Linked DNA regions of Anser cygnoides: region 2 is linked to region 1. The links are chromatin contacts, called in public Hi-C maps. All regions are on one chromosome and are shown on one strand. Each heading gives the region's core, a stretch centred on a gene start, on an enhancer-like site or on the middle of the called end of the contact. The rest is flanking DNA. Distances are from core to core; before and after follow the strand shown. Region 1 has its middle 63 kb from the start of BACH2. Region 2 overlaps BACH2 (BTB domain and CNC homolog 2).

Evidence for each region. A called contact is a pair of places that touch in the nucleus more often than the background predicts.
Region 2: a contact with region 1 is called in a Hi-C map of liver, with 2.5 times the contacts expected there. The contact joins two enhancer-like sites. A contact is called at or near these places in 2 of 7 Hi-C or Micro-C datasets (both in liver).

What each region holds. Positions count from the first base shown.
Region 1 is chr3:82,616,760-82,621,942 of Taihu_goose_T2T_genome, forward strand. No RefSeq gene overlaps it. Among named protein-coding and RNA genes, the nearest start is that of BACH2, 63 kb to the right of the region's middle. Within about 2 kb of position 1,757, at least 2 of the 3 cell types and tissues checked have open chromatin away from gene starts, as enhancers often do. A contact at or near this core is called in liver, where this site is marked.
Region 2 is chr3:82,842,137-82,846,619 of Taihu_goose_T2T_genome, forward strand. All of the region lies in intron 4 of BACH2 (BTB domain and CNC homolog 2), which reads left to right. Among named protein-coding and RNA genes, the nearest start is that of GJA10, 39 kb to the right of the region's middle. Within about 2 kb of position 2,540, at least 1 of the 3 cell types and tissues checked has open chromatin away from gene starts, as enhancers often do. A contact at or near this core is called in liver, where this site is marked.

The sequences.
Region 1 (5,183 bases), core at 507-3,006:
GAGTTTTGGTATATACAGCGCTGGAGCAGTGCTTGTGACTTCAGCCAGACATTCATTTCAAGTCCCCGCCAGGCCAGGAACTGTGAGAGAGGATGTAGGGATCCATCCAGGCAGAACTTATGGTATCAGTAAGGCCTTCTAAAATGTACGGAGACTGTTTAGGAACTGTATTTCCGATTGGCTTCTTCCCTATACCTAGCAGTGTGTTTTAATGGTTAGAGCAACATACTGGGGGGGAAGGAAATAACACACTTTTTTTTCCAGGCTCAAGCAGTAACATAGAGGATAATGTTGAGCATGTCGTGAAGGTTAACTTCAGTTGGAAAGTATTCTGAACTAATTGAAGGAAAGGGGCTGCCCACGCATACTTAGTGGGAGGCCTGGCAATTCTCTACCCAGCTAATGCGACAACATTTGAGATCGTGACTCTAGCTCCCAAACATGAGAAATGAGGGATTCCAGATGGGGCGGTATGAGTGACATGACCTGAGGGCACATCCTTCGGCTCCTGAGAAATGAATACCTGAGGGCACCATCCACACAACTCCTCGCTGGTCAGCTGAGCAGGGTCTCCCTGATTTCGTGAGCGTATCTGCTTCAGTGTACATTTCCTTAGGCTTCAGACAGTTTAAGCAACACAAACAGAAAACAGAAAGATGTCCCCCTTTTTTTTTGTCAGCAGCTCTGCATCACTTTTTGGCTGGCAAGTGCAGTATATCTGACAAAGATTGCTCAGTAGGTATTTGCAGTCATAAAAAGATCTGCTTGAGTACCTGAGGCTGGGTCAGTCATGCCCCAGTCTGTGCCCTCTGCCTTATTCTTATCTTGTGTCCCTCACCTTGGCCCTCTCCATTCCCAGCCCTGTGGCCTGCCAGTAACCCATGGGCACCCCCCGAGTCTTCAGTTTCCCTTCATTTCCACTCATCCCCAAACCCAGTTATGTCTTGCTTACTTTAAGACTGATTCATTGCAGCTGTCTGCAATGACTCCTCTTGCACAGCCCCACAGTCTCTACCACCACGTCTGCTCCTGTGCACCCCAGCCAGCTTTCGAGTATTTTCCTGCTCTTAAAGGCCATTCTGAAACGTGGCTACATCCCAAGCTAACTTTCCATTTGTTTTTAATCAAGCTGGTGAATTCCCCATGCAATGTCTTTTGTGTGTGTCATCATCATCATCACTATTATTTCCAGTGCGCCAAAACCTTTAAGGCTCTTTGTTTTAAGACAAAACAATTTTACCACTTAACAATGGGAGGCAGAACGCTGCTGGTTTTCTGAGTTGAGATTAGGTACAAAAGAAAGATTGGAAACCACTGGCCCAAACAGTTCTTAATCCTATGGTAACCTGCAATATGTTCCAGTGCTCGGTTGTCTGTCACTAGAAAAAGTTCCTGAAGGACAGCATAAATCTTCCTTGGTGCAATTTAAGCTCAGTACTTCTTGTGTTATCACCAGAAGGTATGGACAAGACTTCGTTACAGTCTCTGTTGCCGCTACCTTTTATGTGTGTGAAAGTTGTTGTCTTGTCTTTTTCAGACTAGACACATTCTCATGGTTCAGTTTTTCCCCCCCAACTTGACATTTCCTAAACTTCTGATCAGTCTTGTTGCTTTCGTCTGAGCTTTCTCCAGCACTTGAGTAGGGCAGCTAAATATATCACTGCTCTTCTTTGAGATCCAAATTGGCCTTTATGCTATGAGCTATCCTGAGAGTGCCTACAGGATTGATTACTAGCCAATTCACCTAAATCCTTTGCTAAAACACCACTTTCTGAAACAGAGCCCCCATTCCTGTAGGAAAGCTGCTTTTATTTGTCCCTAGCTTCACGGATTTTCATTTGGCTGTCAAAATGGATACTATTTAACTGACCTTCCTTTAACAAGTAATCCAGATCAATTTTTCTAGCTAACCTATCCCTCACACTTCAACATTTTTTTCTGTTTTTCTGCAGACTTTCCACAAAGACCAGAAAGGAATCCTGTGGGACACTGCAAGGAATATCCCCCAGGGTGATAAAATCTCATTTACAAGCAACATTTAATCTGTTCATTATGAGCTCTTTTGACTTTGCATTTATCATTTATTTTCACAGTGTCATGCGCAGTGAAGTCACGTGTCTTACAAAACCCTAAATGCATAGTGTCATCACATTTACCCTTACCAAACTTGAGATCTGCTCAGGAAGCAATAGCAGGTTTGTTATCTGTAAGGGACCTCCAGCTTTCTTAGGGAGGGACAAAGAGTTCAAGTAACAGAAGGTGGTGTGTTGCTTGGAAAAGACCAAAAAAAAAAAATAGAGGCAGGAAATCTGTTAGACATAAGAGGAGTGTATCTGTACTCATTTCATAAAGATATGAATTAAAGACTGGAACTGACTATTACTCTAAATTGATTGCATCTGGTAAGCATTAACTGAGTACACATTTCTGAACTGTTTGCTGTTTTTTTGATCCCACTGGGTAGTCAGCTTCTGATATTTCCACTGAACCATGTTTAATCATGTTTAGCAATATTTTAGTGATAAGAGTTGGTGGCATTATAGCTCCACTTTCAGTCTTTGATGCATATGATTATATTACCTTCTTCAGTGAATGTAAAAATCCTCCAGTAACTTGCACTACTGACGTCTGAGAAAGTCAGGGCTGTTATTGTTTCAGTGTTCAGCATGCTGCCACTTCATTGCTTTGATCCATGGCCTTACGTGGCTTTTTAAAGTGGAGGAGGGTGGAGGGAGAAGGGTCACTGAGCTTGTAAACATTTCTATTACATCAGATTAGTTTCTCTGCCACGTACAATCTGCTGGTGTGACTCAGACTTTCACATTTTATAGTCAGCTATGTCTACAGGGACTACAACCATTCTGAGAAATTCTAGATAAATGTGAATTAGTTTTATTCTTATCTTATTACACAATGTACAATTGTACAAAAAAATGCCCTTTTGTTGTCTTTTAGTGCAGATGTGCAACCACTGGCAGATAATGAGAACAACGTGTTCCCCCTCACCAGCTCCTTTATTCTTTGGCTGTTAGCCTTAACACAGGTTTAGGACTAACCATTCTCATTCATAGTGCTCTCAGTTGCTCTCCACCCACCTCTCAAATTTTTATTGAGGCTGCACAACAGTGATCTGAGATGGCTGCCACTAAATACTTGGAGTCATGTTTCTTAGAGTAGATCATTCAACTGCTTTTGCTTCGGGGAATAGGGTGTGCTTTTTCACAGTTATAAGGTCTGGGCAAAACAATTTATTTTTGCCCTTGTATCGGTTCAGGGCACTGTCAGTAGCATGGGAAATGTGATAGTCATAACCAGCAAAAATGTTAATGTCTCGTATAAAATAATCTGGGGCACCACACGTAACATTTTCCCCTCAGAACTTTCTGGGCAGGATTTTCAAACAATCCGCTTTGTGGCAGCCAAAGATTGCAATTGCTTTGTTATCTCTCACATGTTTTCTTGCCAAATGTTTCCACAGTTGTCTGCTATTCAAATAATGTCTTGCTAACACAGTGGTCATTTTGAATATGCTAAGGAACAAGCAGGGCTCACAGGCTGCTTGCAGAGATCCTGAGCAATAGCTGTAGTTTCTTCAGCGGTGGGACACACGAAGGAGTGTTTTTCTTCTTGGACACCCTAGCCCACAAAAGCACATCATCTTTTCTTGCATTTCTGGTAAGAGTAAACAGGACCCACTCGCTAGCCCCAGTCGGAGGAAACAACTGCGCCAGATCCTTGAAGTAAACAAAACAGGATGATGATCCTGCAGGAGGCCCCAAATGCTTCCACAGGGCTCTGCAAAGCATCAGTCATGCTCTGCAGCACGAACTCAGAAGCAAAAACAAATGTTTTCAGAAAGTGCAGGGTAGGACTCCCAGCTGCATAAAGGCTGTGAGTAAAACAAATATTCAGGAGAACCTGAATGATCCTTACCAGCCCCTCATGCGGTGGACTGGGCATCACACTGCAGTTGTTAGTCAAACCACTGAAAACCATATGCAGAGAAGAAACTAGTCAAGATGTTCACTAGATCATGGCAAGCTGGAACCTGGTGATTTCTGTGAGGGTCACGCATGAAAAGCCATTGCCACACACTTGGGGCTGGGATATGGGCCTTCAGGCTAACTCAAACAAGACACTGCATGGCTCAAGGCCAGTGAGAATGTGTTCTTCTTTCCTCGCCTAACCTTCCCGACCGACTTTAGGTCTGCCTTTCTGCACCTGAATGTAACCACATGCTTGGGGCCGGTTGTGAAGGTGAAAACAGGGCCTTTCTTCAGGCAAATGAGGACCACGGCTGCAGGTGTGGGACAGCCGGGCCCTGCCAGCCCTCCAGCCAGCACAGCCCTTTAATTGGGGTGTAGCAAGCTCGCAGTTTGTGGGAGAGGTCAGGAAGCTTTTATCAGGTGGAAGAATGAGTCAGTGCAGGATGTGAGCCCAAATATGCTCTATTTGTGGAAAAGCATTTTCTTATTAACCAACCTGTATTTGACAGGGTTTTACTGAAACAACAGACTCCCCGAGGGCAGGTAAATGTGACTGTGGCAGCAGTTAGTGTTCCCTGGGGCCTTCGTGCATCTAGGATACAATTAGGTACATTTGTCTGCAAATGCTTTAAATATTTCAGCTGGTATGCCATTAAGGAATAAGAAAGGATTTTATGTTAAGAGAGACTCAAAGCACTGCAAGGCAGCCAATATCACAGACAAGGCATAAGAATGATTTGGGATAGATAATGGTTGTGAGTAATGTTATAAATGATCTCATAGACTCTTTTTTTCCTGTGAAGTAAATGACCTTCCTTCTTTCACTTAGGGAGCTGTGTGGCCATTACAGTGTGAAAAATGTCTCTCTCAGCCAGGACAGCTCAGTACGTTTTTACTGAGGTCCATTGGATAATTTTAATGATGTTTCACTTTCACTGAGCTCTTTCTTGTGGTCTTGTCAGGTTCCCCTCCCCTCCAGGACACGGGGAGGATGGGAAGGGACAAGGGCTTTCTCACAGGGATGCAGGAGGCTTCATTCCTCTAGATCTTTTCTGATGTCTGAGATGTTGTTTAAGTGGCCCACATCTAGCCTTTACCTTTTTGACCCTAGATTCACTGCTGGAGCTTTTATGTTACAGCAGCAGGAAGATTTACTCATACTGCAATTGGATTTGTAAGGAGTAGTGAGAACCGCAG
Region 2 (4,483 bases), core at 1,290-3,789, 230 kb after region 1:
GTGCCTTCCTTCGTTACTGCGTTCCACGTCTCTTAAGGTGCAAGCTGCGTTGGAAAAATAAATGTACAGCAAACCACCAGACATCAGAGCCGTGTCTTCCTTTGCTTTGTCTTCCGCTTCATGCCTGAGTGTTTAAGCTGCTCGTTAGTGCCACTGGTTTTTATGTGTTCTTTGTTGACTCAGGCATGTCATAGCTGAGTTGGTCCTTCGGAGAAAGTTATCTGAAACATCCTTGTCTCTGGTTTTCTTTCTAACACCTCCACGTGCAGCCTAGAAGTTCACCTCCAGGCTTTCTCGCCTATTCCTGCCTGCAGGTGCTCTCCTGGCTGTACTCGCTGAATTTTCTGTGTTCTCCAGCTGCGCCCTGGGCAGCCTCTAGCATCAGCAACATGCACCAAACTATGTAATTAGTTAGGAAAATCTTGCCTCCTTCCTCTGGTGTACATTAAGGTGAAAACAGGCCGTTTTCTCCAGACAGCAGCACTTCAGCTGTCATTCCTCCAGCTTGTCTTACAGGCACTGTTCTCTTCATTGTTCAACACATCAGTGTGTGACTGTAATACGAGTTACGGAGCGAGGTTTTTACAATAAAATCTGCTGGGCTGTGACTCGGAGGAGCAGACGTGGGCAAACATCCCCCTGTGCCACACATACCACAGGGCCAGCGGTGCTCAGCTGTGGCCAGTCAAACCCAGAGCCCTTGGGCTGGGTGTGCCAGGGGACGTCTGCCAGGGACCGATGGATGCTTTGAGCAGGGGTGATGCGGGCAGTGCTCCCCTGCTGTGGAAAAGCACCTCATCTTCCAGTCCTGTAGCATTTCGGTTTTGCAAGTGTATTCTTCTATGTGTTCTGTAGAGGTGCTTCCTGTTACCTGAGCAGAAGCGTCTCAGCAGCAAAGTATTCACATTTCTGCGTGGTGACTTCTACCTTTCCTCTCAATAAACCGTGTGTTTTCTGGAAAGCGGGATTTGGGAAGACTGAAGCTTGTGGCTAATTCAACAAATGAATTTTCCCTGAAAATCTGGGGGGATGGGGAGGGCGCTGACCATCCCCGAGGATACTGTCAGGATTTCCAGAAGTAAATTCTTTGTTCTCATTTGAAGCCAATCTCACTTTTGAAAGGTCAAAATAATTTCAGTTGGACTTCAATAACTCCACGATGAAATAAAAATTGAAGGCTTAGATTGAAACAAGCACTGCAGTTGGATCGGAAATTAATTTATTTTGACTTTTATTGCTTTCAATTGTTCTAATTTTGTTTCTAAACCATCTTCTGATTCCGTCTCCCCCTTTGGCTCACCTGATGTTATTGGCCCCGTTCGCGGGGACCTGGGTGAGAGCTCTTCCAAGCTGGTGCCGCTAGCACGGTGAATTTGATCTGGAAAAACCCAAGTGTGTGGGTTCCTCAGCTCTTGCACGCCCTCCCTGAGTCGCACATAGGCGAATGCTGACCTAACCAATAACGCCAGCATCGATCCCCTTGCTGCTTACGCCATCCTTGCTCTTGGCAATCAATTCTGCGCCACTTGCCCCGCTGCTGGTGCTGACGCACTTCTCGCAGAGCCGTAGACGCGGTTCACAATCGTTGGGTTTCTGCCCCCGGGGCACGTCTGCGGCGGGTGACCTCTCCTTCCTCCCCGGCTCACGTGGCTCTGTCGCACCCGCCACCGAGGATCGCCTCGGTGATCACCTGGGTATCTCCAGGCTGGTTGTCCATCGTGCCACAGAGGCCATCGGGCCGGACAGCCATCTCGATCACCCTCCCCGCTCACACCTTCATCTCCCCTGCTCTTTTGGGAGATGGGGATGGGACACAGAGGTAGCTACCCTCCCAAACTTGTGCTCCGACACCCAGCAAGCTGCTAGTGATGGCACAGACGGTCGCGGGGGGTTGCCCTTGTGCATGTTCATCATGCCAGAGAGAAGAAAACAAGAAGTCATCTGCTTTCCTCCGTCTATTTGTGGATGCTCTCACTGAGGCAGTCAAAGTTTCTGGTGTAAACTCCTCACCTGGCCAAAACCTGTGACTTCAAGGGGAAGGGCTTGGAGGGAGCAGCTGGGCTTTTTTTTTTTTTTTTTTTTTTTTATCAAAAGCACAAAATTGAAAGTTGGATCAGTGCTTCCAATTTGGCACCTTTCATAAAAGTGCCATTAAAGGGACCTAAGTAATGCCTTGAAGCTCTCCGGCCTCGCTGCAGCTTCCCAGGTGGCTAGTTCTTCAGTGAGACGTTTTGCTAAGAAAAAGAAGAAAGGTAAATCAGCCTCTCAAAGCAAGGAGCTGTGTCTGTGATCTCCCTTCCCCTGGTGTACGCCCATGCCCAGAGGTGTCCGCTGTGGTGGAGGTGCCCCAGCCTCCCACCCCAGTGATGGGATGCGGTGGGGGAGATGCCAGACTTCGCGCCGCTGTCCTCCCCAGATCTGTACGCACTACCTGAGGTGGCAGTCTGTCAAACTTGGGCCAGCAGGATAGCTGCTTAATTTTAAAAGTATTTTTAAAGAGGAAACAACGACCTCTCTTTGTCAGTCTTCCCCATCAGCAACTTTTAAATTCCTCTCTTATTTATGAGCCCGGATGCTACAAATGCATGCATCCGATGCTTCTTGCCCAAGTTGATGTTTAAAGAGTGATTACTCATTTTGGGAGCTTCCCAGTTTTATGAGTGGATAGGGAAAATGCATCTGGACGCTGCTGGTGAGAGCACGTTTGAGCACTGTTAAGCTGAAGAGGGGAGAAATGCGGAGAAATCCTGCCGTGGCACTGCTGTAGGAAAGTTTCTGCGTTCCCACAGTGTGTAAAGGATCACGGTTTCCAAACAATTTCTGATTGTGTGCAGGCTTATTGTGTGCATACAGAGACAAATAGGGGACGTCTAGCACCGTGTATTTTGCACATGCGACCGACCTGTTTGAGCCTAGCCATGTATTTACATCTTTCAAACAGTTCTCCGAAACCAAATAACCTTAAGCTAGGAAAAACAGGCTCTGCCAGGTTCCACCATCCCAAGTAAAAATAACCAAGTAAATAACCAGGAAGTCTCTTAACTCTTAATGGAATAACAGCTTGGTGACTGATTTTAGTTATCAGATTACACGCTGAAAATAACTTATGTGCTATACTTGCAATTGGCTGCAAAAGAAAAAAGAATATAGCGTGCGCTAATTTTAGCAAGTAAGATTAGAGTTAATGTTTAATCCCTGAGACCTTCTTCAGGCTGTGGAACGAAAAAATAGCAGCAGTTAACTGTCACTAATCTTATCTCCTATTTCTAGCATGTGTTTGGTTATATAAGTTGTAGTGTTAGGAACACGCTGGCCGAGTGAGACAGCTCGTAGTTTGTTTTCTGCATCCTCAGGCTTACTAGTCAAACTTGAGGGCTGAGGTGGGTTTAAACGGTTTACACAGATGCCTTCAGACTGTACTAGCGACAATAAATCGTTAACAGAACGGGCACCACAACAGGCCTGCTACAAAGCACTATGCGACTAACTGATTGATTTCTGCTTCCACGAGAAATGGTCGCATTTCTCATATGTTTCTACCCAATTGTTTTAAATTAATATTCAGTTTGGGATTTGATATTCAGCATGTGAGGTTTGATTCAATTTTCGTTTCTTCCTTCCCCACAAAATGGCTTAATAATTAAATCGATGTCTGGAGATTCAAGATGAGAGTTTTCTGGTTTTAGGTGCCCGATGATAAATTTAACCTGAAAATCAGAATACTAAAAATGTAATCCATAATCCTACAAGCAGCTTGCATGCTTTGCAGAAAGCCCATCAGCATTCCTATTGATTTCAACAAGACGGCTCAAATGCACAGAGATGATAATCTGTGCGTGTGCTGCTCAGTCAGGACTTGTGCGTTCTCAGTGCAGCTGAAGGGCTGACCATGCAATTCACCCCAATTTGGTGGGATTTAGCAACTCATTTTCTGCAGATCTCATTGTGTCCCGGAGGTGTGGGGAGGACTCGGCCCTCCCACCCCACCACCAATGGACCTGTTCTTTGAAAGCGAGAATTCTGTGAAAGCACCCCAAATATTCTTTACTTTAAAAGGAGCAATTTTATGTGCATTTGCTGCTCAACTTTGATGCTGTTTTCTAGAAGATCATTGGCAATATGCCCTCGCGAACACAGAAAGTAGTGCTGGGAAAGGCATAGCAAATTGTGAAAGCCCACCTCACAAGAACAAGGCTGTGCTTTGTTAGCTTTGCTTTGCTTTTACTCAGTCGTAAAGAATCCATCCTCTTTCCTGGAAAGCATTCCAAGATCCCACTGAATTCACTAAAAGGTTTAGAGTCAGGAAAAGATCCCGACATTTTCACTTCTTCAGTTTCTTCTCACTGCAGTCAGCAATACCATCCCATCGCAAACCAGACAGTTCTCTGTTCTCGATGTTAGTGTGCATCAGATTACTGTAAACATTATCGTGCTCCGTTTCAGATATTGTCTTGCCAAGTTGTACATTCCTACGTGTTTACAG